7 separate regions of the Mus musculus genome follow, and regions 2, 3, 4, 5, 6 and 7 are each linked to region 1. Evidence: chromatin contacts called from public HiChIP or PLAC-seq and promoter capture Hi-C data. All regions are on one chromosome and are shown on one strand. The core of a region is the stretch at or near the end of the contact, and the rest is flanking DNA. Distances in the headings are between cores, read along the strand shown. Region 1 holds the start of Pitx2 (paired-like homeodomain transcription factor 2). Region 2 has its middle 67 kb from the start of Gm52639. Region 3 holds the start of Col25a1 (collagen, type XXV, alpha 1). Region 4 has its middle 110 kb from the start of Gm40148. Region 5 has its middle 3.6 kb from the start of Gm52639. Region 6 has its middle 170 kb from the start of Gm52639. Region 7 has its middle 12 kb from the start of D030025E07Rik.

Region 1 (4,019 bases), core at 818-3,317:
CGGTTTTCCTGGAGACTGAAGAGGCTAACTCTTTCCATAAAATGAGTCGACTGTTAGCTATTTCAAAGTGAAGGGATTTGGCACTCAAAACAAATTGAGCAAGTTTGTTTGCCTGTTTTTCCTGCTAACACCAATGAATTGAAACCACGGAGTCATTCAAGAAAACACAGAACATACTCCAAACAGCCTCCAGATTCAAAGGAAACTCGGCGTGTGTGCGGTAGCCCTGGGTTAACTTTTCTTGTGTATACATCCCGTGGGCATCCTTCAGAGGAGTCAGCATTATCTTCCTCAAATTGCATGAACTGGTGTGCTGATTTAGGAAGAAAAGCTGTATGAATTTTAGAGGGGACTTTATTTTCTATTAGGGACCAAGGAGAATTAGGGACCAAGGAGAAATGCAGTTTAATGGCGGGTCTGGTTGGGTTTTGTTCCCAGGCAAGGTTTAATATTGGTGAGAAAAACGCCAAACCATGAGGTACAGCTATTTTCTGATATTTTCCTAAAACATATCTTGAAGGGATGCACTTGAGATTGAAAGAACTTTGTCCCATATGTCTGGCAGAAGCCTTCACTCCTGGTCTTCCAGGCGAATCATATTTATAGCCCTTCCACGCAAAGGCAAGACCCTGCCAAAATATCCTGTTCGTTTCCAAAGTACAGACGCATTAGGAAATCAGAAAATATGAAATTAGAAGTAGGACCCACTTGTAGACTAGGAAAGGCCCCTTTCAGCCTTACATACTCTGGACTTTCAAGAACATTCGCTCATATGGGGGGGAACTTCCTTCTCCTTCCCCACCCCCATCCCGGTGCAATTTAATACCACTCTCAGTCAGGAACCTTAACCTCGTCATTTTAAAAAATGAGATATCCGCGACCCGGGGTGAACTTGTTGAGTGTAGGTACAGCAGAGGAAATTCTAGACTCTGAGAGTCCCAGACTTGAGCAAGAGATCCCATGCCGACACACTGGCCGGTGTGTGGCCCTGTCTACCTGCGCTCTTCCACTCTGATCCACCCGTCTTGACCTCAGACACCACCGTGACCTAGCCCTTGCCTTACTGTAGTTCAGGCCTCCCTCCGGTCATCGTCTGGTAATATCTCCCTCCTCCTCCTCCTCCTCCTCCTCCTCCTCCTCCTCCTCCTCCTCCTCCTCCTCCTCCTCCTCCTCCTCCCCCTCCCTCTCTCCCTCCCTCCCTCTCTCCCTCCCTCTCTCCCTTCCTTACCCCTTTTTCTTTCTTTCTTTCTCTCTCCTTCCCTCCCTTCTTTCATCCCCCCCACACACACCTATCGGCTGTGGCTCTCCCACCTTCTGCCGCTAGCTCACCCTATTTTTCTAACTTCTCCCAGTCATCATCTTCTCTTTGCCACCCCATCCATCCACCCACCTTCAGTGCTGCCCTCTGTGGATCCCTCAATTCCCTCCCACTGCCCCTGTAGACAATCAGTACAGTAACCAGCTTTCCTCTACTCCGCGGGCCTGAAAGGAGGTCACGCGCGCGCACACTCACATCCACACTTCGAAAGCCTCACCCGGATCAAACCAAGCCACACTGCCCTTTGTTTCATTTCATGGGCCACTTTGCTAGTCCCTTCCTCGTAAGCCACCCAGACTTTGCTCCGCGCGAATAGGTTTCTGTCTCCCCAGGCTCTGGCCCTCCCACTCAGATTTAGAAGGGGTTTGACGCACAACCGTTTTTTCTCCGTCCATTCCATCCTTGTCCCTTTCCTACCATCCCCACCATCCTGCTCCCCAGCTTGAGTGCTAGCTCCTGCCACTGGTCAGCTCCTGTCGGTCGGTAGTTGCCTCCGGCCCCTGATCCTCCGCTCCTCCCTCCTGGGTTCTGTCCGGGACCGCAGTCTCCTGGGCCCCTGGGCCTCACTTCTCAGCCCTAGTGGTCCCCTGTCCCCTCGATCGCCCCTGCACGCTCCCCCACCCCCGCAGTGGCCCAAGGCTGTGCTCGCCCCTTGATCGCCCAGCGTACAGCAGGCTCGGCCGCCCGCCCGCGCGCCACTGTGCACTGGAGTTTGGTGGAATCTCTGCTGACGTCACGACACTCCGCACACGGAGTCGGAGCGGAGGGAAGAGAGAGGGATGAGAGCGAGGGAGGGGAGAGAGAGTGCGAGACCGAGAGAGAAAGCCGGAGAGCAGCAGACAGAAACTGCCGGCGCCCGCTAGCTTTAGCAGCCCCCCGCGTGGACCCTCTCGGAACTTGGCACCCTCAAGATCCCCGCAGTTCCACCCAGACCCGCTCCACGGCGCTGGCTGTGCAGCCCGAGCCTCGGCCGCCTGGCAGTCACCCTGGGAAGCGGTGGGACGGGGAGACAGCCGTTCTCTCTCCGGTAGCCGGTAAGTGGAGGCCCTCTCTCCCACAGAGCTGTGAGATAATGCGAGTCTGGAAATTTGTTCCACTCTGGAGAACCTCCGCCGTGTATGATTTGTGGCTCGCCGGGCTTGTTTCTCCAGATTCAGCGCAGTTGGCAAACAGATCTTACAGAGCCCCTGTTCCGTTCGCCCTCAATCGCAGACACTAGAACAGTCCTACCCGGCGTTGAAGTCGACTGGAAGCCAGGCATGGCTGGCAGTTAAAACGAGGCATCTTCCCTGAAATTTCGATGCCAACAGGGTAGGGAGAAATCCTCCAGCTGAGGATTAGCCCAGTCAAGATAAAGGGCCAGCTACAAAGTTTCAGCTACTGGAATAGATTAGCCCCTTCCCATCATTACCCATTGGAAAAAAAAGGAGATTCCATCTTAACCGGCGGTTAGTGACCTCTCAGGCCCAAGCGAATTACCTGAGAGCCAGGCCTAGATGCCAACCCGCACAATTACTTCGGATTATAAATCCTTTAAATTGATCATCAGTCAACTCCAATCTTGTACTGAGGGAGATGCATTTTAAACGGATGCGGAGAGGCCACTATTTTGCAACTGGTAACTAAGTAAAAACATGCGATTCCAAACCAGCGAAATACAGTCCTTTTATTCCAATTAAATCACCTTCCCTAAACAATTTAGAAATCAAACTATCCTAGGAGGCTGGGATATTTTTGTTTTTATTCTATTTTGTAGGACTACCGTATTTTTTTGAGGTAAATTAAAATGGGGAGAGAGTCTTTTACTATTATGAATTACAATAATATGCATTCATACATTCTAAACGATTTAACGAACAAGTAATTTGATTTTTAAGAGATCTCTGCATCCTTTTCAGACCATTAGTTACAATTAAAGATATTTTATTCTCATGCAGTATCATTTAGAGGAGACTCCACCTAAAACCAATAATTTCACAGAAACAAAGATTGTTACTGAAGTGAATTGAGGACTTGTTGTTGTTGTTGTTGTTGTTGTTGTTGTTGTTGTTTGGGGGGCGTTGAAAATGAGCACAGTATTCCAATAATCAAAGTTTAGTTTCAAAACAAAGTAGCTACTTCACTTATGGAATGTTTTGCTTTGCCTCAGCAAAACTACGCCTAAGTTACTGCCCTGCTTTGTCCTGTAAGCTGAGCACTGTAGCTCCAAAGCTCCAGAAGCACACATTCCACAGAGCTTTAAAGAAAGCTTGCTCATGGTGAAGCACGGGGCTGTGCTAAAGTGGTATCTTAATTTCCTTAAATGATTACCCACTGCAAATTAATTTGCTGGCTAATCACACCAATTTAGTTCATTTAAAACATATGGCCTCATGCTTTTTATTTTTCAGCTTTCCATGAATGGTTCTGCTGTGGGATAAGAAAGGAAATGAAAAGGGTGAAATGGGAAAGAATTTTTGTTTTTTTGTTTTTTGTTTTTTGTGTTTTCTTGGACTGATTAGAACTCGTAGCTTCTTCTACAATTCCATCCTTGTACTGCTTGGGCAGAAATCATTTTTGAAACAAACTGCTCTGTTTCTTAGGGCTTGCCTATCTGCCTGGCCGGAGTGGCACTGTGCATGCTAATTGCTGGATAGTGCTTCATTAACACAATATGGAATGGAAGCTGACCCAAACCAGATTGCTTGGTATATACATTCCA
Region 2 (3,863 bases), core at 960-3,459, 890 kb before region 1:
TCCCTGAATTAGACTTGTTTAGGGCATCTGGTCCTCTCATATAAACCGAGGAGTAGATGGAAAATTTTGTCACTACTAGGGTTGTCCTGTTCCTTTAAATTCTCTCCTTTCAACTTTAGTCACATCCTGCACATATTCCTTCAAAGTCATCCTTAGAATTTAGTTCTCAATTTCTCTTCTGGATACTCTACTTTATAATTGTGGTTGTCTCTACATATCTGACTTCCCCAGACATGGAGGGGTTTGAATCTCTTGGAAAGACAACAATACCCTGGCATCATTTTACTGTCTGCTGTGATATGTATAACACCATAACCATGTTTATATAAGATATAATTATATTTTAGTGAAGTTTGATGGCAACCTAATTTTCCAGTTAAGGAGATCTTAGGAGGGGCTTTAACTATACCTAAGAAGTGATTCTAGAGAGAAGGGTTGTATTTAAAAAGGCCCTTGATGAGCCAGGAGTGGTATTTGCCTTTTGTTCCAGCAAAGGCAAAGACTGGTGGATCTCATGAGTTTAAGGGCAGCCTGGTCTACATAGCAAGTTCTTGGACAACCAGGACCACAGAGAAAGACCCTGTTTCAAAAAACAAAACAACATGCTGAGTGACCTTGATAGGGACTGAGCATTTCAGAGGAAGGATGCTGTAGGAGAAATATCCTGGGATTAGCGTGGAGAGATGCAAAAGGCCTTCGTGAGCCCTGTATAAAGGAGAGCAGGGCTGAGCAGGAGTCTCTGCTAATCCTCTTGCTATATCTTGTTTTGGTCAGTCATTCCTAGGAATGAGTCACCTGTTCAGGCAGAGTTGCTCTCTGTCCACAGAAGTATTGGAGAATTGACTTTAGCAGTAGGAATTCATATTATATTTCCCCCTTCAAAAGCCTGTTAAACTACAGACATAATTTTGCAAAAACCTGATCTCAACCCAAGCCAGAAATGGTGTTGGCTCTTATCTGTAGATTTCTCCTGGCTTTCAAGTTCCTCTTTGAGCCCTGTTTGGCTGCACAAATCCAGGGATAGTCACAGAAAGTGCATCCTATAATGTAATGCTGTAATTCAGGGACAAACAGTCCTGCAAGGTGGGGCATGACCCATTGGAAACTGCAAGGGCTGTGTGAGAGAACCGGAGAGCTTTGGGTATAAAAGCCTTGATTCATAACCTGTTTTGTGAAACTTCTGGTCTCATTTCCTTTGAATTGTTTAATCAAACTGATATTTAGCCTCTGGATCTAGTGTACTTCACAAAAAAACTACATGGCAGGGCCTGGTGGTACTATTAGCCTAGGGAGGAAATCTATTTGAAGAGCCTGTGTGCTCTTGGTGTTCATTATGCGAAAGTATTTTGGGTGCTAAAATAGTTTGTCTTTTGATATAGTTTTAAATAAATGTGAGCTTACCTTTGTGGATTTGGTAACTTCTACACTAACTCTACACTAGCCTGCTAACAACTTTCTGAAGTAACACTTGTGGTACGTTTTTAATAGATGAGGAAATAGAAGTTAAGTATCTATCTAATGAGAAATAGCCAACAATGGCCTGATTTTTCAACCTCACTACTGCTTAATTGAGTCCCACGTTAACTTCTCTTCCCCAGGGTCAGCAAACATGACTTTAGATGAGGTAATTTCTCTCTTTCCTTTTAAAAATAAAACACCTGCTAAAGATTTTCAGCAAAGAACTCTGTGTGTGTTCTACAATTGTGCTGAAAGCAGAGGAGGGGATCTAATTGAGACACAAATAAAAAGACAACTGAAATACACTACAGACTTAAAATAGAGAATTCTAGGTGCTAATAAAACATACTAGTGTAGCCGCTGTGTTCTGGAGGTACTAAGAAAAGCAGGTATTGCAGCGAGGAAGCTTCAGGAAGCTCACACAGTAGTAGCTGGCCTCACAGCCTTGCAGACCCTGTGTCCCGTTAGCACCTTTATTGTTACTGGTGGTTTGCTTACAGTTTGCCTCAATGATGCCATAATTTCCTTTCCATTAATACTCCCAAACTTTTTTAAAGTCCTGGCTCTTCCTCCCCAGTGGGCCAAATGGAAGAGGAACTTTACATGACTCTCCCCCTCACCCCTTAAGTGACTATCTCTTGACATACTAATTTTTCCCAGGCTGAAGCTGCAGCCTGTTAAAAGTAAATGCATTCCTTCCAGGCTCCAGGGCTGGGTAGAAGCTCCGATGACCCCTTGACATTCTGCAGGCATTGATGAGGTTTCGTCTCCTCTCTGGAAATAATCTAAACATTGATCCCAATGAACTGAATGGAGCCCTAGATAAGCAGAAGAAAATGTGTTTATGGACATTTTCAGGTCACTGGAACTGTATGTCTGAAGGTTAAATACTTCGGGAGAGTTGGAGAGGGGGGAGGGTAATGTGCTTTCTAACAGGGAAATTTATATATTTTAGAAATATATAGAAAGAATTTCATGGTCTATTATGCTGGTAAATGCAGATGCTGCATGCTTCCTGTGGGGAGGTGATGAAGTTTGCAGTACTGAGGGTTGTTTTGTTTTGTTTTGTTTTGTTTTGTTTTGTTTTTGAGAAGTTTGAGGGATGGGAGATGGGAACAGTCCATTACATTATACCAAATAAAACTCTCCTCCATTTCTTAGATATTTGGGGAAGTTGTGGAGAAATAAATGTTCGCATAAAATGACCAGAGAACACAATATACACTATGCTTGCTTAAAAATTGAGACACTTTTACAATAAAAGATTTTAATGACTCTGCACTCATAAAAAGGACTTAATATTTTAGAACTCACACACTGGCATGTGTGGCTTAACATTTTTATATGTCTGGTAATTTACAGTTTTTAATCTTATTCCCTGATTATTAACGGAATGCAGATTCACAATTTGAAGTGAAGTATTTATGATTTTTTTCATATCCACATCCTTATCTTTGTTTAAAAATTTATCTTAGGGAGTTTAACTGCAAGCTGTTAGCCTTTCCTAGAGTGTCGCTTCTTCCATGCTCTCTCCTCACTAGCTAGCTATCACATGGTACATGTGTTCTCAGTGTTTCTGAATGAATGAAATTTTGCCAGAGTAGTGGTTTTATCTAGCACAGTCTGATGACCTAGGACATTCCGGGCTTGGCAGGGGGTATAGCTGGCGATCTTTGTTATGTGTGTGGGATCATGAGAGTCTCTTAGATTCCTTTAGGCATTTAAATCATGTTTGTGACATCCTCTCCAGGTCAAGCTTTTGACTTCTGATGTTGAGACAGTCTCAATCAATCCAGATTGACTTCAGTTCCTCTATAAAGTCCAATTTACCCTTAGACTCCTGACCCTCCTGCCTCCACTTTCTCAAAATATAATTTGCCTTTTTCTGCCAATTGCATAGAAATTAAAATGCCAAGTATGCAGACTAGGTATCAACATCCTTGCAAGTTGCCATTGCTGGTACAGATTTACAAGTTGAGACAAATGTTAGCTAGGTGTTTCCAGAGCTTGGTGATATCTATGTGCCTGTGGGAGGTAGCCAAACCATGGAAGACTGCAGTATACTAAGTATTATATGGAGTAGAAAACAAATTCATTTCCAGTCTTGAAAGAGGAGCTGGGTGGTGGTGGCTGCACATACCTTTAATCCCAGCACTCGGGAGGCAGAGGATGATATCTGAGGTCAAGGCCTGTCTGGTCTACAGAGTTTCAGAAAAGTCAGGGCTACACAGAGAAACCCTTTCAGGGGTTGGGGGAAAGAAAGGAAGAAAGGAAAAACAGAGAGGGGAGTGGATGGAGGCAAAAATGAGCCTAATTCCTGAATGTTCTGTATATTATCAGAGCTGAGAAAGAGCAGAGGTAGAACTGAAGAAAGATTCCTTGATAAAAACAATGATAACTTCTCT
Region 3 (3,502 bases), core at 330-2,829, 980 kb after region 1:
GAGTATCGATGGCATAGAGCAGAGGCTCAAAGAGAGAACATTGAGAGGACTGGCAAAGAAAAAGTTTGCAACCCATGTACAACATTACCACCACCACCGCGGCCCACTAAACACCCACACTAAGCAACGGAGGTTAATTGGAATGTGGAAAGAACTAACATATTAAACTTTTTGGCTGGAGCTAGAGTTCAGGGTTAGGGAGCTTACTTACCTGGAACACACACACACACACACACACACACACACACACACACATCCTTCTTGAGTCCATTTAGTGTTTCTCATATGTCTATGTATTTAGAGATGACAGTCTGGAGTTGGTTCCGGAAGGAAACAGTCTCCTCCAGCAGCCATTGATTGTTAGTAGCTCTTATTCTAGGCACCGGGTCTCATGCAAGGTCCCCGATCCACGTTGGCATGTGAGCATAGTTGTTATTCAGGTCTTGAGGTCTTGTTTTATGCAACCACTTGTTGAGATTCATAAGTGCAGGCTTCCTGCTATGTCTATCCTAAGTCCCCCTTGGCACTGTAGTTTACACACGAGAAGCAACTGCTCCGGGTTAGGTATTTTGTTCATTGATTATAGTAGTAACTGGTTGTGGTAATCGGTTAGGGAGGGAAAGAAACGTACGTGACATTTCTTAAGATGAAAAGGCAAAAAGGAAGGTCTTTTGGAAGGAGAGTTAGGGTTGTGTTTTCTTCTCTAAAATCAATTGGATGCAAAATGCTACTTGTTATCAATTTAGAAAAAAAAAAAAAATCCCAGTAGAGACTTAGTAATTTGATCCAGAGGGAAGAGGCAAGCTGAGAGTCAAGGAAGAGGAAAAACTGACTTCATTCTTCAGCTCTTTCCTAAATCCTGAGAAATGTGTATGCCTCAAACACTCACAAAACAGCGAATCAGGAAAACACATTAGCACCCTAGTACAGAGAAAGAGCCCAGAGCTGGGGGGGGGGGGGGGGGCAGCATCAAGACAAGAGGAAACGGGGGAGGGGCGAGAAAACTTCCCCAGTCATCTGCAGCAAGGCGTGGGAAGGAAGGGAAGTGGGGAAGGTACCCTGCAGACGTCAGCCAGACACTTTGCCTCTGGGCATGTGGGAACGAACTGAGGGAGGAGGGAAAACGTCGCGCAAGGGCTAGATGGAGGAGCTCCTGTGGCTGCCTTTGAGCGAGGATCTGGAGAGCTGGAGCCTTCTGCTTCCGTTCTTTCCTTCAGGAGGCCATTTCTCCATTTTTTAACCCAAATAGGGGGCGCTGGGCTAAGCCAGTATAAGCCACTCTGCACAGCAGACCTCAATTCGGCCCCTGGCTAGGGCCGGAGAGATGGCCTTAGGGGGACGCTGAAGTTACTCGGTGGTGGGAGGGGGAAGGGTCTCCAAGCTCCTCTCCAATCACAGTGGTTGCTGTAGCTATTTGCATATATTATGCTAATAGAGACCTCGGGCTCCGCTCCCACCCGCGCTCCCGCCCCTTCGTGGGTCCAGGCGGGCTGGGCGAAGGTGAATATATTATGCTAATAAGGAGGCTCCTGCGGGAGGGGGCGGTCCGCGCTTCAGGCGCGCGCGCACTGTCTCACACAAGAGCATCCCGGGGTATTTAAGGCTCGCACACGCGGGTCTGCGGAGATACTTTTGGGGCCTCGCAGCTTACGATCGCTGCTTGGGTCACTCGGTCCTCTTTTTCTCTATTCCTCTACCACCCACGGGGGCTGCGCTCTCGCCGGGTCTCTGTATTTCCTTTTCTTTTTGGCCTTGAACTGATCCAGGTGGGAGACAGGTCGGCGGGTGGAAAAAGGTAGAGATAGGCAGGCAGACTCAACAGGTCGGAGCAGAGAGAGGGGCTCTCGGACCCTGCGCCTCCGCGCGGGGGACCCCTAAGGAGGTGTCGGATTGGGGGGGTCAAGAGAGCTGCCCTAGTGGGTTTCATTTCAGCTGTGACCCCAACAACACCCCCGGCGCCACACAGTCCCCGGCCGGAGGGTGCTTTTCACTCCTAGCTGGAAGGGGAGAAAGAATCTGGAGGACGGTCGGTCCACGCCTGCTGATCCGGACGCCGAGCCACGCGCAGGTCCATCTCTAAGCCCGGGCTCCGACTCTACCAACTAGTTGTGCAGCCGCAGGGACTGAACTTTGGAGGAACCGACCCTTCCTCTCATTCTAAGATTACTGGAGGAGATAGAAGGTGGAAGGCGTAGCGGAGGCCAGCGACCCCGCCACAATGTTGGTGAAGAAGCTTGCAGGGAAAGGAGGGGGACGAGAGTCTGGATCAGAAGATCCGCGCCCCTTGGGACAGCGTTGTGCCGGCACCATGCCCTCGTGCACGGCCCTGGCGACCCTCTTGTCAGTGGTTGCTGTGGCTTTCTGTTTTTATCTTGGGGTGAAAACCAACGACCTCCAGGCGAGGATTGCTGCTCTTGAATCTGCTAAAGGGACCCCTTCCTTCCATCCGCTGTCTGACACCGTGGATGAGCTGAAGGCAATGGTTCAGGAGAAAGTGGAGCGTCTCTTGGCTCAGGTGTGGAAGGCTGGGTATTTTGCACGTGAATACTGTTTTGCACAGGTGTGAGCCCTGTGTGCAGGGATAGTTTCGACCCTTAGCTGTCTGCATAGTTGACTTGACTGTATATGCCAAGTATGGAGTTAAGTACCTTGGGTATTGCTTAGTATCAAGTCTGTAGCAGATATCTTCCCTGGGTATTCCATAGTGCTTGCATGCTTAGACATATATGGGGGGTCTGGATAACGGGAGTGTGTGGAGGGGCATTTTATTTCTTTGTAGCTTTCTGGAGTCTCTTGGGAGCTCTCACTTCAACGGAGACCAATTTTTGTTGATATAAGATCTCATATCTCCTTCCCAGGGAAAGGTTAGGGAAACAGGTGTTATTAATATACAAAAGGTAATCACTTTCAAGTGAAACGATCCTATAGAGCTTGAGAATCATAAATTCCACCCTTCGAATCTTTTTTTCATGTTCAAACACTTTGAAAAAGTTTTATAGTTGGTTAAGGATGCAGTGCAGGTAATAATTGGAAGGTAGAGCTGTTGAAGCTGAGAGTTATCTTCAAGGTTGGTTTCAAATCAGGGCCATTTATTTATTTATTTATTTAAAATTTACTTCCAATGGAGAGGCTGTGTAGAGTTCACATTCACTTATGCACTCTTGACCAGCGTCTTTGGACCTATATCACTGCCTGGCTTTTGCACTGCCTGCCTATGCTTGGGCTAAAGGAAAGTGGGGGTGGGGGGGTGGGGTGGTAATTGAGGACTAGAGAAAGATGTTAGCCAAACCCTGCAATCCTGCTACCATGTCAGTGGTCATTGTCTTATTTTAGGACTTGGATTCTGTTACTTTTTGACAAGAGTCCAAGTACATATGTAAATATTCCTTATGCAAGCTATCAGATGCTGGCGAAGCAGGCATGTGGCCAGAGAGCCCCTGAGAGTCTAGTTCTCCTCAGTGCTACTGATACTGTGTCAACCCCTCTGCTTTCCCTACAGAAA
Region 4 (3,529 bases), core at 692-3,191, 550 kb before region 1:
ATCTCAACTACTTTGAAATTTCACAGTATTCTACACAAAAACAAGGCACTGGAAATTCTTTCCACATATAAACTCATAGCATAAATAAAACAATTAGTATCATTGATCTACTTAAATATTTTACTACGCTGCCTACAAAGAGAGGAATGAGACTATAGGAAAGCCACGTATCTCTCCTCCTTTATTTTCCCGCTGACATTTTTCAAGGACTTTTAATTTCTCCTTCACCCTCAGTCTACCTCATGGAGGAGCCCAGTAGCATAGGGAACAGATGTGTAGTGCTGATGCATAGGCAGCAGACAGCTTATTACTGGTATTTAATAGTCACATATTTCATCTAGTTAAGTGCCTGTTTTTAAGATGCCCAATGAAAGGTGATCCTCTGCCTTGTGTGTTTAATAAGGTCATCAACACTGCCCTTACTAGTCAAGTTTTGTGAGATTGTCACCGAAGTATGTTTTTCAATGTCCAAGCCTGCTTACTTACCTTTCAAATGTATCCACTGTGTCCAAGGTAATAGTATAATAATTGGGCAACCAAAATATGCACATTTGGGGGATTTTATCATGTATTTATTCATCAAGTAAAGGATCTGTGTGCCTCTGAGTATGTAAACTCTCTATAATTTTTTTTAAATAAATTTACTTAAATATGTGGGTTTTTTTGTTTTTTGGTTTTGGTTTTGTTTTTTTTTTGTTTTGTTTTTTTGTTTTTGTTTTTTGGTGACTACCACATATGAAGCACCAGGAAGTGTGAACCTTTAGGATACAAGAATCAAAGTAAACTGTTCTAGGTCTTAAATAAATAACAAATAATGCATTTACAATTTACATACTCTATTTTATACTAATATACTAGCATTATTAGTATGTTGTGAGAACATTCTGAAATGAAATAACAATAATAGCTTAAAAATATAAATGATCACATGTGAAGGGCTACATAATTAAAATTATAAATTAGGAGGTATTTTTATAGCAAATATAGCATTTGTCCTTAGTTTACATATTGAAATATTAGGTATTTTTAGCTTGTAGCTTTCTTATAAAAGCTGGAGTTTTGTAAGATATGTATGTGCTTAGAGGAAATTTTCTGAGAAATTTTACCTGGTAATTCAACAACAGTTGAGAGGTTTGCTTTGGGCTTACTCTAGGGCAGGCTAAGCTGTGCTAACTCTTACATCCTATGTTTTCAGTTCTAATAAAATGGCTTTTCTTCACTTGGGAAAGTCTTGCTCCTCACACGTAGTCTGTTTCTATTTATACTAAAGAAGTGATTAATTTTCCATGGGAACCCTTGTGCCTCTGAATCCTCTTAGTTTGTTTGCTCTCATCCTTGTGGAGCCACAGAGCATCCTATGAATTAATGTCACAAACCAGTTTCTGTTCAGTAGCACTCATTTTATAAGTCTGCTGAGCTGTCAGGACTGTGTGCGGAAAGCTGTCAGAAGAGTCCTTGGTACAGCAACATTTTATCTTGTACAGTATTTTACTGCGCTCCTATTAACCTTATTTCCCAGTGTCCTTATTTTGGGGGCTTTTTTTTTTAATTCAAGTCCCTGCCTTGACTTTATATGAAAATTCCCTGGTCATAGTAAATTAAAACACTAGCCTTTCTTAATAGATCTTCCTGTAAGTTGCTGCTGAGAAGGGATGTTGCCATTTTTATTAACACTAAAATTAAGCCATCTTTCTTCCTGAAGTTAAGATGTTGATTTCCTGTAGGACATAACAATGGTGACTTAAAACCTTTGTGAAATATGCACAGTTATGAAGTATCAGACAGAAATTCTCCTTTGAGAAGTATGAGGCATGGCGCTGAGATGGGTCTTTCAGGAGACTGAACTGGCCTGGAAACTCCATAGGATATCTCAGTGTACACAGTGGAAGGGTCACACTCCAACTTCAGTGAAAAACAAAACAGGCTGCAAGACAGCATGCAGTCCGGCAGGATGACAGGCACAGGATGTCCCAAATGCTATAATGATCCCAGGACTTCAAACCCTGTTTCAAGAGATGCAGCTGGGAACAGCTTCTTGCACGTTGTTGTCACGCTCAAGGAAGCAAGTTTTTCAGATGACACCCTGCTGTGTGAGAGCCCCTTTGTTTCGGTGAAAATATTATTACGGTGCATTAAAGAGTCCCAAATTAAGGTCCCACATCCTTTGCAGCCCCCTTCACTGAGGCAGCACATTTTGTCCTGCCATTACTTGGCCTTGTAAACCACTAAGAAACTACAAATGGGTTGACAGTGTGAGTTCTAGAATCTTGGCACCAGGTGGTCTTATAGATTCCACCTTCTTGGAAATTGTCTGGAGACAGCTGTGAGCAGATGTTTGCTTAACAGACTGAAGAATGACACATCATCTGAAAAGAAATGTGACATCATAGGCGAGAGAACTAAGAGCTCACTGACAATCACAAAGAGGGCCCACCCTCTGGACCCTTCCTGAGAATCCAGCCTATGGAGAGGCATCATCCCACGAGTAGCCACAAGAGAAGCAACTAAAATCCAGAGAAATAACAGATTCTCATTACCCGAGCCAGTACATTTCACTACAGTTTACTTTTGTTCCACGAGAAAAATAGAATTGCTAAAGAAATCTGTACTACCTGTAATGGTTTGTATATCCTTGGACCAGGGAGTGGCACCATCTGGAGGTGTGGCCTTGTTGGAATAGGTGTGACCTGGTTGGAATGGGTGTGTCACTGTGGGTGTGGGCATAAGATCCTCACCCTAGTTGCCTGGAGGTCAGTCTTCCACTAGCAGCCTTTGGATGAAGATGTAGAACTCTCAGCTTCTGCTGCGCCATGTCTGCCTGGATACTGCCATGCTCCCACCTTGATAATAATGGACTCAACCTCTGAACCTGTAAGCCAGCCCTAATTACATGTTGTTTTATTAAGACTTGCCTTGGTCATGGTGTTTGTTCACAGCAGTAAAACCCTAACTAAGACACTACCTTACAGAACCTTCCATATGTAGCACTGGCCTTGGGCCTGAGCAGCAGGTGACCAGCACCAGGATGGAGGGAACAATGGAAGAGGGGCTGTTCCATTGGAGCAAGTGGAGAAAGGATCAGCTCTGTGATTTAGCTCAGAACTATTGAAAACTCGTCCCTCACGGTAATTTATTTGAAAGACCGGAAATGATCTTAATCCATTGCTTGCTTGCTTTTCATTTCATAGCTCGGACATTCGACAGTCAGACTTTAGACAGTTATAGTAAAGCACTTGAAGAGAGAAACTTGCTGGTGCTCATTTGAAGATTATTTGAGAATGCAAAGAAAAGTGTATAAGGCTCAGGCCTTACAAAGTGGAACAAAAAGGAGTATTTTTAGTCTCAGTCTCTCCTGCTGGTAAAATGTTTTAGTATAAAGAATTCTTCAAGCTAAATGCTAATCTATGGTCATTAACAGTTAAGCTGAGAGGGAGACCTGAGAGCTCACCAGTCACAGTTGGTAATTAAGGCAACAAACCCTAGCTAAGTAAAGTAACATTCTCAGCACTCTATATGATAATGGTAGGAG
Region 5 (3,450 bases), core at 74-2,573, 830 kb before region 1:
ACATATGTCATTCTGCAATCGGGGTTAGATTCATATCGGATTCACACCACACCTTAGCTTTCACTGAACGCAACTCTTAATTAAAATTCCCACTGAATGTCCATGTCAAACTGCCTCTCTCAGATGCAGGTATTTTTTTTTTCCACAGACATGAAAGAAAAAAGGATGCGATACCTTTCTCATGTTGTAAAAGTGAGGTCCTGCATGTTGCAATGCATTGGCTCCTTGGGAGAACCATAGAACCAAAACATAAAAGGATGCTGTACTCAATAGATGGCTCTGGGCTATGTGCCTTGTCTATACAGACCTGTTTCAGCCCATCCAGCCCAGAGGAAATCTTTCCCTTGTTCTTTCTTTGGGCACTTGTGATATCCTGCATTAAAGACAGCCAGTGAAATTTATGTCATAATGTGTTCCTTATAGGTGGGGAGGTGTCTCAATCAGTAAAGTGCCTGACACGCAAACATGATTATAAGTTCATATTCCCAGAACCCTTGTGAAACCTGGGTCTGGTGGCATAAATCAGTAACTTCATCACTGGAGGCTCAGATGCAGGTGGAAGCTGGATCTGTAATGTGAATGGATTTAGCTAATAAGTGGCTTTTACCCACTGATCAATTGATGGCTATATATACATATATATAAATCTGTGTATGGAAAAAAAAAATAAGAAAACACTAGAGAAAGACCCTGAACATCCACCTCTGACTTCACACACACACACACACACACACACACACACACACACACTTGCATGCTCACCTGTTTTCTCTCTCTCTCTCTCTCTCTCTCTCTCTCTCTCTCTTTCTATCTATCTATCTGATGTATGTAGAATAAAATGTATTTCTAGAATAACTGACTGGGTACCAATTGCCATAGCTTTTCCATATATAAGAAGCACTACCTACAGAGTTAAATAACAGAGAACATAATATGTAAGTCCAGGTCACCCCTTGATTCAAGGTACCAGCATTTGGTAAACTTTAACATGCATAGGAATCTGTGGGGTCTTGCAGACATGCAAACTGAACCTTGGATGGATTGAAAGTGTGCACAGCTAAGCAGCTCCCAGGGGCTGCAACTTCAGCTGGATCTCATACCACATTTGAGCATGAAAAGGCAGTATCACCCTGCTAATGTGGTGCAGACCATGCAAATACCTAGTGCCCACAGTGCGAGGAGGCTAAGCATTTAACCATTGCTCACTGTCTCTTCTGAGAGTTACAAAAGGGTCCTCTAATTCCAAGGAAGCTTGCATTGTGCCTGCTTGTCTGAAAACAACAGGTGGTAAGTGAACGGGGAGTGAAAGCTTGCTCTGTCCAGGATCTGCAGCCAGCCTTGCTCAGCTCAGCTCTGCTTCCTTCATCCTCCATTAGCCTCATTAGTCTTGTTAGGTTAGCGCTCATGGTTGATCGCTATCTCTGTCAAGACAATGGTTGCTGATTAACTATAATTACCAGTAATGGGGCCAGCTTTCTTTTAGACTCTAATGCCCTCAGCTCATCTATGCATTGTTCAGTCATGAAAGGTCCAATCTGCTAGTCACTGCTTATTCTTTAAACAACAAGTTACTTCATGTGTGGGCTTTTAAATATTGACCACTCTACCCAACCATCCAGTACATTTTAAGTTCCCCTTTCGCACCTTCCCTCCCTCCATCTCTCTCCTCTCCCTCCTTGCCTTTTCTCTTGTTCCCTTTGAGGGGAGACAACAGATTTTTATTTGGTTTTCTTTTGGGGGGGCAGGGAGTGAGGGGAAGAGGGAAATTGCTGACATTACCCTCTAAACACTTCTTAAATCCCACTCATTTTACTAACCTGTCAAGCCATAAATATGATTTTTTTCTCAGTTTTTAATTTAAAAATTGCTGTTAAAACAAATATTGTCTATAAGACCCTAGACATAACATTCTAATCCATTCGTTTTTATGAGCCATTCTAAACAGTAAGCAGATAGTACTGAATACAAATATTCTACATTTGATCATTTTCTAATATTCTTAAATTTTTTATTATGGGATGTGTGTGTGTGTGTTTTGTTTGTTTTAAGCATAAATGTGGACATCAGAGGACAACCCCAAGGAGTCAGTTCTCTCCTTCCATCCTGTGGGTCCAATGGCTTGAGCTCTGGTGGGCAGGCTTAGTGTCAAGGGCATTTACTTGCTGAGTCACCTTTCCTGTCCCTAATGTCACTATTTATTGAGGCTCTGGGTGTGGATCTTTGCCAATATAAATTCAGTGAGTGCTAAAAAAATACTTTAAAAAGCGTTACTGTGGGTGTGAAAATGGCAACCTTTTCACTAAGACACAATCTTTGTGAAAACTGTAGTGGGATCCAATAAAAACCGATGGGTCTTGGGAGAAACCCAGGAAGATGTAGGCTTAACTCACGAGGAGGTACCTATACAGTGCACGAGGCTCTGTAACAACAGTAATATTCGAACAAGTACATCATGGATATCACTGGAAATGATCTTCTGTGAAAGAAACGGAGGCTGCCAGTTCGACTATCTTTTTATTCTCTCTTTTGCTTTTTTATAAACAATAAATGAGCAAAAAGCCATTAAATAAATACAATTAAAGTTAAGTAGTATATGTGCTGATGGTAAGTCTGGGAAAAGCTCAGGAATGTGCTATATGAGTTATGAAACAAATTGTCTCTAGAATATTCTATTTTGATTAAACTTCAAAGCAAATGCCTCAAATGCTTTGGATGCCCTCAAACCTATTCATTTTTCTTCAAGGTGAGATCAGGACTGTTTTGTTTATTATCTGACACCAGAAAGCAAGTCCACCCACCAGAGACTCTAGAGTGGGAGGAGTCCCGCAAACCCACTTAGCTTGCCTGCCAGTCACCCTACTCACCCTGCAACCTGGCATTACATGGCATATGACCGAGAACTTAAGAAGGTCCCTCTAGATTCTGTCTTTATTCCCATCTGTGTATTAACCACCTTACCTCATGTCTCCACTACACAGAGTCCAACCTACAGATATTAAATCCCAGATCAGCCCATCATTCTACTTACCAAGATACCTCAGCTCACACAGTGCCCTGTACCTGTGACCGCAGATAATGACACAGCCTAGCCTCCACCCACACTATCCACCTCCACTAGAGGATAGTGTGGTGTTCTTTGCCCTGCCCCAACAAAGCGCTACCAACTCTGACTCTAACTTAGCCCCTAATAGACAAGGAAGCCTGCAGAAACTGGTGAGCTTTCTCGCATGTAACCCAGACACATGTCCCTTCCAGAAATTAGAATCCCATTGAAATTTTCTCTAAGAAAATGCCTATCTGAGGACTGCAAAACCAAAACAAAAGAGTTGAATAAGATGTGCAATAAAAATCTTCTAAGCCTATAGAAGTTTTACTCTAAGAGACAAGAGTTATCTATCCCTAGATAAGCTGGGGCCAAAACTGACAGCTCAGTTACACATCAACATAGAT
Region 6 (3,438 bases), core at 255-2,754, 650 kb before region 1:
AGATCCCTTAGGTGTGTGTTTCTGGACATGGGTGTTTCTCTGTCTTAAATCTATCTTTATCTCCTTCAGACACCCTTGTCCTGAAACATTTCCCAATGGAATCTGGGAAAGATTTCTTTTCCTGGACCACAGATTACTTAGCCTTCATTTGCCTCTAGAAAGAAGACTGAATTCAACAGTGTGTCCAAGAATGCTTCCAACCATTTACTATTCATGGTCTGCACAGTGAAGTGTAACCATGGCAGAGGGAGAGGTCACACTACACTCATGGTGGCTTTCAAGTAAAAGTTCAAGTATTTTACTGAAGAGAGGTCTTTTTCCTCTTAGGATGGAACACAGGTCTTTGGGAATTTTGCACAATGTATTTTGACAATATTCACTCCTTCCCCCAATTCCTGCCAGATCCACTCTTCTTCTCTACCCACTCAACTTTGTGTCTTTTTTTGTTTGTTTGTTTGTTTTTTGCACTGACAAAGTCCAACTTGTGCTGCCTGATGCATTCATGGATGTGTGGCCTTCTACTAGTATATAATCAACCTACCATGGGCCTGTCCTCTTAGGGAACACCCACTATCTCTTTCCCAGTGGCTATCAATGGATAATAGCTTCTCAGATGGAATTCCACGCCTCCCCTCTGAATGCTGGTAGACAGTCTAGGTTTTAATTAAGACATGTGAGTCACACCCCTTCTTCTAAAGGCTCAGGGATCATTGCTAAAGAGGGGTTGGAAAGACAGTAAGAGCCAGAGGTGGTGGATGGCTTACTATAAGGTTACAGTGTCTTTGGACACAGCAGGGTAATGACACACAGGAACTCACAGCAGCTATGAGAGGATATCCAAACCCTGTGTAAGCTGCACTCATGAGGTTATTGAGCCAGGCCAATATGATTAGTAGCTCAGGCAAAACGTAAAAGGAATCTGAGCCATCTTTTAAAAAGGAGTTCTAGGTTCTTCAGTTTTGATATAGCACCATAAGAGTTTTCTCAAATGTATATTTCCCAGGCCATTTGGAGACAATATGAATTTCCTACAAACATGATGGGTTTCAAAGCTTTTTACAAAGCAGAGGAAAAAAATGTTTTGCAGATCACACCAATTTTTGATAGTTTTGCACGGTTTTAATTGAGACCAGCCCACTGTAACACCATGCTAATCCTATATACTCACTATATTAAACTTGCTTAATAGAATAATTGCTTCTAATACATTAATATAAGTGACCAACTTTTAAAAATACAGCTGAATGCCATATTTCTGTTCTCTTCTGCAGCAAGTGTGGCTTTACCACAAGCATCTTGGAAAAACGCAGCTTCTCCCATCTGGTACAAATGAATGTGAACCAGACCCTCACACTCATATTGCCTTTTGTCTATTCTGGGCGCACAAAGCATACAATCCGAAGTGAAGGTAAATAAGATGCCCTGCCACTCTCTGTATGCTCAGAAGCTCACTGCGTTAAATAGACTGCAGTGCACCCTGGGAAGTGCTGGCTTTGTGCCCACAGCTCTATTTGCTGGAGTAGCTCATGTTGAAAGCCTGCCCAACCTCAGCTGTAGACTTGGAAGACACAAAGCAAGCAATTTGGCTTTCCCAATCATCAGCCCAGCAAAGGCAGGAAGGAATCCAGCAACAACAAAGATGCCTTAATTTTTAAGTAACCAGCCTACAGGACTGGGAGCATTTAAAGCAGCTCAGTCTATTCAGTAAACTCGTTTAATTCTCTCTCTCTCTCTCTCTCTCTCTCTCTCTCTCTCTCTCTCTCTCTCTCTCTCTCTCTCTCCTTCCCTCCCTCTCTTTCTCTCTCCTGTGTGTGTGTGTGTGTGTGTGTGTGTGTGTGTGTGTGTGTGTGTTTGATCTCCATAAGGGTAGCTGAAAATGCCCGATATCATTTTCCAACATCTGTGCCTAACGCTCCTTTCCAATACAAACTTCCAGATTTTGTGTCACAGCTGCTGTGAAGCTGGCAATTGTCACAGCAAGAAATATTCCCCCTCTTGTACGCTGTACAAAGTGTCGAGTACTATTGCTAGAGTTCAAAGCCTCCTACAAAGCCAATCTTCCCAGACAGTGCCACCAAGTCTTCAAAGGCTTAATGACAACTGAATCTGGTCAATCTTGATGAAGACTTGAGAACATTTAAGAGAAAGCAGTAAAAAGAAACAATGTTATTGTGTTACAAGAAGGATGGAAAAAAAGAGGCCATGTGCCAGGAAGTATCATTCAGTGGTACTCATGTCAATGCCTACTAAAGAAAAATCGTTCTTAAACATATATAACTATTCTGTATATCAACTTATAATAATTGGAAAATTGCCATTTTTAAGATTGTCTGAAATGCCCTTCATTACAGGATTTTGGCATGTCATTTAAATGAGGGTTAGCAAGTAAATAAACAAATTCTTATTGTACGTGAACATACACCAAAAATATGTTAAATTCTTTAAATTATGCTCTAAAGACTTGAGGCCCCAGGGAGTGGTGTGTGGGTGGTAGCATCCTCTTGGAGATGGGAAGAAGGAATGGGATGAGGAACTGTGGCAGGGGTGACCGGGTGGGTGGCTGACACCCAGTTATAATATTTTTTGTCTTGCTACTTCATAACTGTAATCTTGGTACTGTTATGAATCACAATGCAAATGTCTGTTTTCTGATGGTCTTAGGTGACTTCCATGAAAGGATTGTTCGACCCCTAAAAGGCTTGTGACCCACAGGTTGAGAGCAGCATTCCACCAACAACATGCCTAACACATTTCTCTTAGAGTTTTGTTATCTTTTTCATCCAGAGTCCTTGACTTAAATAGAACTGCAAAAGAAGATGCTAAATGGGAACTTGTTGAAGTGAGGGGAACTAAAATGCAATAGAAATATTTTCTTGATTCGTACTGTGTGAAGCAGAAGCAGCCTGCTCCTCTATGAGGTGTTAAAAACATTATCCCTTTGCTTGTAATGTTCCAGAAGAAACAACAAACTACCCTATTTGGAAGAAAGAAAAGAAGAGAGAGAGAGAGAGAGAGAGAGAGAGAAAGAAAGAAAGAAAGAAAGAAAGAAAGAAAGAAAGAAAGAAAGAAAGAAAGAAAGAAAGAAAGAAAGAAAGAAAGGAAGATTCTGGCATCTGAATTATAACAAGTATATATATAAATATATTACACAAGCATATATATATATATATATGCTTGTGTAATGTTATTGAAGAAGCTGAAGGGGAAAGCAATCCCGTAGGAAGACCAGCAGTCTGAACTAACCTGGACCCCAGGGAGCTCCCAGAGCCAAAGCCACCAACCAGGTACATACATGGGCTGGTCCGAGGACCCTGGCACATGTGTAGCAGAGTTCTGCCTGTTCTGTCCTCAGTGAGAGAAGTTCCACTTAATCCTCAAGAGACTTGAGGCCCCAGGGAAGAGGGAGGTCTTTGGGGGGAAGCACCTCTCAGATGCAAG
Region 7 (3,632 bases), core at 963-3,462, 960 kb before region 1:
TTTCCCTGTTTATTCCCTCTCATCTGCTCACAGTATGTAAGGAGCCCAAATTCTAAACTCTCTTAAAAATGTCTCTGTCTCAGGAAAAATAGGATATTTCCTACAAAGACAGATTTCAGGGCAAGTTGACAGGCATGCTGGTGTTCTTAGAACTAGAATGATGACAGAGTTGGGAGCGAGAAGTTTAGATGTATTTCCTAGGAAGACAAGCATTGAAGAGGTTTGTGAATACCACCGTGGGTAGAGGATGCCTCTTCTCCCAGTTCTAAAACCCCTCTTCTTGCTAACTTTTTTAATCTCATGAAAGGGTTACATACATAACCACTTTGGAATTCATGAAAATGAGCTTTGTGGGTTTTTTGTGCATTTTATGGATTAAATTTTGTAATCTAGAAAACCACTCAAGGTAGAAAATTTGAAACACCATAAGCATCACATCAAATGCTGGGGTGGATAGGACTCGGGCTCAGTATTTACAAAGTTTGAAGTCTATGGAGAAGACTTACTATATGGTGAAAACCTTCATCTCTGATACAGGGTTGTGTGATCAAAGGTTCCTGACTGCATACAGTGCAGTGCATTCTGGAGAGTTTAAAGGAAGAGGGAACAGCTTAGAAGGATTGTTGCACAGAATTAGGGGAGGCTGGTGAGGCTGGAGGTTAAGCCACCCAAAGTGATTGCCAGAATTACAGCCCTGGCCCCTGATGTCACCAAGAACTGTGCGCCATGAATGCATTCTGGGGCAAGGAACATGGCCACCCGTGTCAAGGGACATATCCTTTTGACTGCACTCAGTGAAGCTTCTGCACTTTGGACTGACCCAGTGTGCCTCGATGCCACACAGTCTCCACTCGCTATGCATTTTCCTACGTCTACTGGGTGGGTGACTTACCGGCAAAGACCTTGTCTAGAGGGCAGGAAAAGTTCCTGGGACTGATCCCTAACACTCAAGAAAAGAGGCAGTGAGGTAGAGGATAGGTAAGGGTATTGCTTTAAATTGATGCTTAAAGTGACAGCATGTGAAAAGATGATCCAAGTCCTTACTGTTGGCAACAGTTTTATATTTTTTACATGTGGCCTTGGGGGTCTTCCTGCGTTTGCCTAATTTTTAGTAAAGAATAATGTAGAGAAGTGGAGTTAATAAGAAAAGTATTTTAAGCTTTGAAAAATAACGCAATATTGATCTCCAACAAGAGTTTTATCAATGTATACCATGGCTGGTAATAAAGGATGTTTATCCCAACATTCTTGTTTGCACAAGAATGACTGATTCCATTAGAACTATGCTTTCCTTCAGAAAATGTAGCATAGACTAAGCATAGCATAGCATCTGTACTACGATGTACAGAAGGCCATTGCTTGCATGCCTGGCACATATTAACTTTTAATTAGCTGGTTACTTATTCTATCACTAAATTAACGGGAGGATGATGAACCACTCATTTTCAAATGATTATTTTCTCTGTAACCTAAGCTTTAAAGAAAATTTGTTAAATAAACAGAGGGTTCCTGTATCCTTGTCATCGTTTCTGTTTGTAGCTTTTGGCTTTTTAACTTGACCATAGTTTTTTTTTTTTTTTAAATGTAAAACAAAACATTGCTCTTTTAAAATACTAGTCCAACTTCTACTAATCAATGTTCTATAAAATTAATTAGAGAGGATTCCAAAGACTTAAGGAGAGTTGCAGTTTTGCAAAATTAAAATGATATATAGGCAAAAAGCCAACAGAAGATTTCAATAGCAGAAGACTGACAAGATTTCACTTATGTTCTGAAACTGTTTCACTTCTAAGAAGTAGTGAACGTGCACAACGAAATGCTAGTGTTCAAGCCACTTTCCACTGCTGTTTAAAGTGGGACATAGGTTTTTGTGTTTGCCCTTCTCACACTTGTCTCTTCCTCTGGTGACTCCAAGGATGCTGCAGGAACTTCACAGCAGTGTCTACTGACTGCAGTTCCACGGAGTAAGTTTTCCTAGGGCTGGGGACCAGTTCTGCTCTAAACACAGCAGAGCCATTTGCTTTTGGTTCATTTTCTATTTGTGTGAAAGTCATGGCATTGTCAGCACTACCTCGTTCATACCATAATCACCCCATTGCATTGTTTTAGTGCTTTCTCACAGACTGGGCCTGACCCTTCTTATGTGCCTTTCTTTTCCTAGTTGAAGTCCACTACACAATGCCTAGCTAAATGATCAACTGTTCAAACAATAGAACCCTGACAAATCCCTGTTTTCTGGATAACAAGTTCTATGCTGTTGTTAAGATTGCTGTGGACACTGTTGAAATCTCAGGTCATTGTTACTGTTGCTCTGGACACTGTTGAAATCTCAGGTCATTGTTACTGTTGCTCTGGACACTGTTGAAATCTCAGGTCATTGTTACTGTTGCTGTGGACCCTGTGAAATCTCAGCTTACTGGAACTCTGGTTGTGGACATCACTGACATCTCAGCTCTTTGTTACTGTTGCTGTGGCCATGGTTGAAGTCTCAGCTCTGCTTGACTTTATTGTTTCCTATGCTGGTACTCAGAAGGCCAGTCCAGAGCACTGCCTCTCTTCTGATCACAGCTTCTTTAGCTCTCCTCCCTCTAGCTTAAGTTGCCTTTTAAGTCCAGAGTTGTGTCTATGGACTCTCAGTCCCTTCCACCTTCATCACTTACTGTGCTAGGATTCCCACTCGGATCCACCTTTCACTAAACGTAAGAATATTCTCTTTTAGCAAGCAAGAAAAGCAGTCCTTTCTCTCGGCAGGTAAGTTCTCAGATGAGAACCTGTCTGCCAGTGTTTTATCATTTCCCCTGTTTTCCTATTTCATGCAATATTCATTTCTTCATCTACCAAATGACTATTAGGTGGCAGTTGCATGCACATTATTTCTAAGAGCTATCAGTATACAGAATAAAATCCCCCTTGGATCCTACCTGAGGAGTGTCTACAAGGGAGATCAGATACATATCATTACATGGTAAACTGTACAGAGATGTTGGTTTCACCATCTCAGTATGGAAGTTGCCATATGAAAAGAGACACTAAACCAGGGGAAGATTACATTCAAAGTGTTCTGTGAAGTGTTTCCACACAGAAGGCTTTTGTATTCCAGCCAAAGCAACAGCAGAAAAAAAAATCTCAGGAGTTCAAAATTGTGTTTTATATTTAGAGATAGATTATTCGAAGAAATAGCAAGAAAAGAGTTTGCCAAAATACATATTGGACCAGGGCCTGGAGAGATAACTCAGTGGTTAAGGACACTCACTTCATGACCAAGAAGACTGGTGTTAAAGTCCCTGTGTTCATTAACAAGGTAAATGTCCCAAAGTGCCTGTAACTCCAACTCTGAGAGAATTCAATGCTCCATGCTCACAAACGTGCACTCATATACAGCAGCCGCAGCAGCAACAACAACAACAACAACAACAACAACAACAACACACAAGCAATTAAGAAAACACATTTACAAAACTTTAAAAAAATGATAAAATAATTGAAGACTATCTCCTAATACTTCGGCTAAGCTTATATGTTTTCATATTGAAGACATCAGAAATATACTGGAGATTTTGATTTTGTACCAAATTCATTCAAGTTCACTCTGTAATGAGAGTATTAAATGGATTCATAATAGTGCCTTGAAG

What was found. HiChIP or PLAC-seq counts read pairs in DNA pulled down with a chosen protein or histone mark. Capture Hi-C pulls out chosen DNA fragments and counts their contacts.
Region 2: a contact with region 1 is called in an H3K4me3 HiChIP or PLAC-seq map of neural tube, with 3 times the contacts expected there. The contact joins the enhancer-like site here to the promoter of Pitx2 in region 1. A contact is called at or near these places in 7 of 39 promoter capture datasets (the 3T3-L1 cell line, the C10 cell line, cranial neural crest and 3 more), 1 of 15 datasets of contacts at CTCF or cohesin (the NIH/3T3 cell line), 9 of 115 datasets of contacts at active chromatin or transcription factors (astrocytes, craniofacial prominence, embryonic basal ganglia and 6 more) and 1 of 9 other capture datasets (embryonic stem cells).
Region 3: a contact with region 1 is called in a promoter capture Hi-C map of liver, with 3 times the contacts expected there. The contact joins the promoter of Col25a1 here to the promoter of Pitx2 in region 1. A contact is called at or near these places in 1 of 39 promoter capture datasets (3T3-L1-derived adipocytes) and 1 of 9 other capture datasets (liver).
Region 4: an H3K4me3 HiChIP or PLAC-seq map of neural tube shows a contact between it and region 1, with 4 times the contacts expected there. The contact joins the enhancer-like site here to the promoter of Pitx2 in region 1. A contact is called at or near these places in 5 of 39 promoter capture datasets (cranial neural crest, embryonic stem cells, hippocampal neurons and 2 more), 1 of 484 Hi-C or Micro-C datasets (embryonic stem cells), 9 of 115 datasets of contacts at active chromatin or transcription factors (craniofacial prominence, embryonic hindbrain, embryonic midbrain and 4 more) and 1 of 9 other capture datasets (embryonic stem cells).
Region 5: a contact with region 1 is called in an H3K4me3 HiChIP or PLAC-seq map of stem cell-derived neural progenitor cells, with 40 read pairs. The contact joins the enhancer-like site here to the promoter of Pitx2 in region 1. A contact is called at or near these places in 21 of 39 promoter capture datasets (the 3T3-L1 cell line, 3T3-L1-derived adipocytes, the C10 cell line and 12 more), 1 of 15 datasets of contacts at CTCF or cohesin (the NIH/3T3 cell line), 36 of 484 Hi-C or Micro-C datasets (8-cell embryo, the AtT-20 cell line, the C2C12 cell line and 18 more), 16 of 115 datasets of contacts at active chromatin or transcription factors (craniofacial prominence, differentiating embryonic stem cells, embryonic basal ganglia and 9 more) and 3 of 9 other capture datasets (adipose tissue, embryonic stem cells and liver).
Region 6: an H3K4me3 HiChIP or PLAC-seq map of embryonic basal ganglia shows a contact between it and region 1, with 5 times the contacts expected there. The contact joins the enhancer-like site here to the promoter of Pitx2 in region 1. A contact is called at or near these places in 10 of 39 promoter capture datasets (the C10 cell line, the HPC-7 cell line, HPC-7-derived erythroid cells and 6 more), 1 of 15 datasets of contacts at CTCF or cohesin (stem cell-derived epiblast-like cells), 1 of 484 Hi-C or Micro-C datasets (muscle stem cells), 9 of 115 datasets of contacts at active chromatin or transcription factors (craniofacial prominence, embryonic basal ganglia, embryonic forebrain and 6 more) and 1 of 9 other capture datasets (pancreatic islet).
Region 7: a contact with region 1 is called in an H3K27ac HiChIP or PLAC-seq map of extraembryonic endoderm stem cells, with 6 times the contacts expected there. The contact joins the enhancer-like site here to the promoter of Pitx2 in region 1. A contact is called at or near these places in 7 of 39 promoter capture datasets (the 3T3-L1 cell line, the C10 cell line, embryonic stem cells and 3 more), 11 of 115 datasets of contacts at active chromatin or transcription factors (astrocytes, craniofacial prominence, differentiating embryonic stem cells and 8 more) and 1 of 9 other capture datasets (embryonic stem cells).

What each region holds. Positions count from the first base shown.
Region 1 is chr3:129,197,811-129,201,829 of GRCm38.p6, forward strand. Pitx2 (paired-like homeodomain transcription factor 2) reads left to right here and starts at 2,068. Exons shown (of 5, transcript NM_011098.4): 1 at 2,068-2,352. It overlaps Gm40149 (a long non-coding RNA gene), which reads right to left and starts at 1,099. Exons shown (of 4, transcript XR_867634.2): 1 at 1-1,099.
Region 2 is chr3:128,304,317-128,308,179 of GRCm38.p6, forward strand. No RefSeq gene overlaps it. Among named protein-coding and RNA genes, the nearest start is that of Gm52639, 67 kb to the right of the region's middle. Within about 2 kb of position 2,210, at least 3 of the 459 cell types and tissues checked have an H3K27ac peak or open chromatin away from gene starts, as enhancers often do. A contact at or near this core is called in neural tube, where this site is marked.
Region 3 is chr3:130,179,266-130,182,767 of GRCm38.p6, forward strand. Col25a1 (collagen, type XXV, alpha 1) reads left to right here and starts at 1,580. Exons shown (of 38, transcript NM_029838.4): 1 at 1,580-2,515; 2 at 3,500-3,502. The coding sequence starts at 2,219.
Region 4 is chr3:128,648,175-128,651,703 of GRCm38.p6, forward strand. No RefSeq gene overlaps it. Among named protein-coding and RNA genes, the nearest start is that of Gm40148, 110 kb to the right of the region's middle. Within about 2 kb of position 1,942, at least 1 of the 459 cell types and tissues checked has an H3K27ac peak or open chromatin away from gene starts, as enhancers often do. A contact at or near this core is called in neural tube, where this site is marked.
Region 5 is chr3:128,368,403-128,371,852 of GRCm38.p6, forward strand. No RefSeq gene overlaps it. Among named protein-coding and RNA genes, the nearest start is that of Gm52639, 3.6 kb to the right of the region's middle. Within about 2 kb of position 1,324, at least 9 of the 459 cell types and tissues checked have an H3K27ac peak or open chromatin away from gene starts, as enhancers often do. A contact at or near this core is called in embryonic retina, where this site is marked.
Region 6 is chr3:128,545,122-128,548,559 of GRCm38.p6, forward strand. No RefSeq gene overlaps it. Among named protein-coding and RNA genes, the nearest start is that of Gm52639, 170 kb to the left of the region's middle. Within about 2 kb of position 1,505, at least 48 of the 459 cell types and tissues checked have an H3K27ac peak or open chromatin away from gene starts, as enhancers often do. A contact at or near this core is called in craniofacial prominence, embryonic basal ganglia and embryonic forebrain, where this site is marked.
Region 7 is chr3:128,242,124-128,245,755 of GRCm38.p6, forward strand. No RefSeq gene overlaps it. Among named protein-coding and RNA genes, the nearest start is that of D030025E07Rik, 12 kb to the left of the region's middle. Within about 2 kb of position 2,213, at least 2 of the 459 cell types and tissues checked have an H3K27ac peak or open chromatin away from gene starts, as enhancers often do. A contact at or near this core is called in extraembryonic endoderm stem cells, where this site is marked.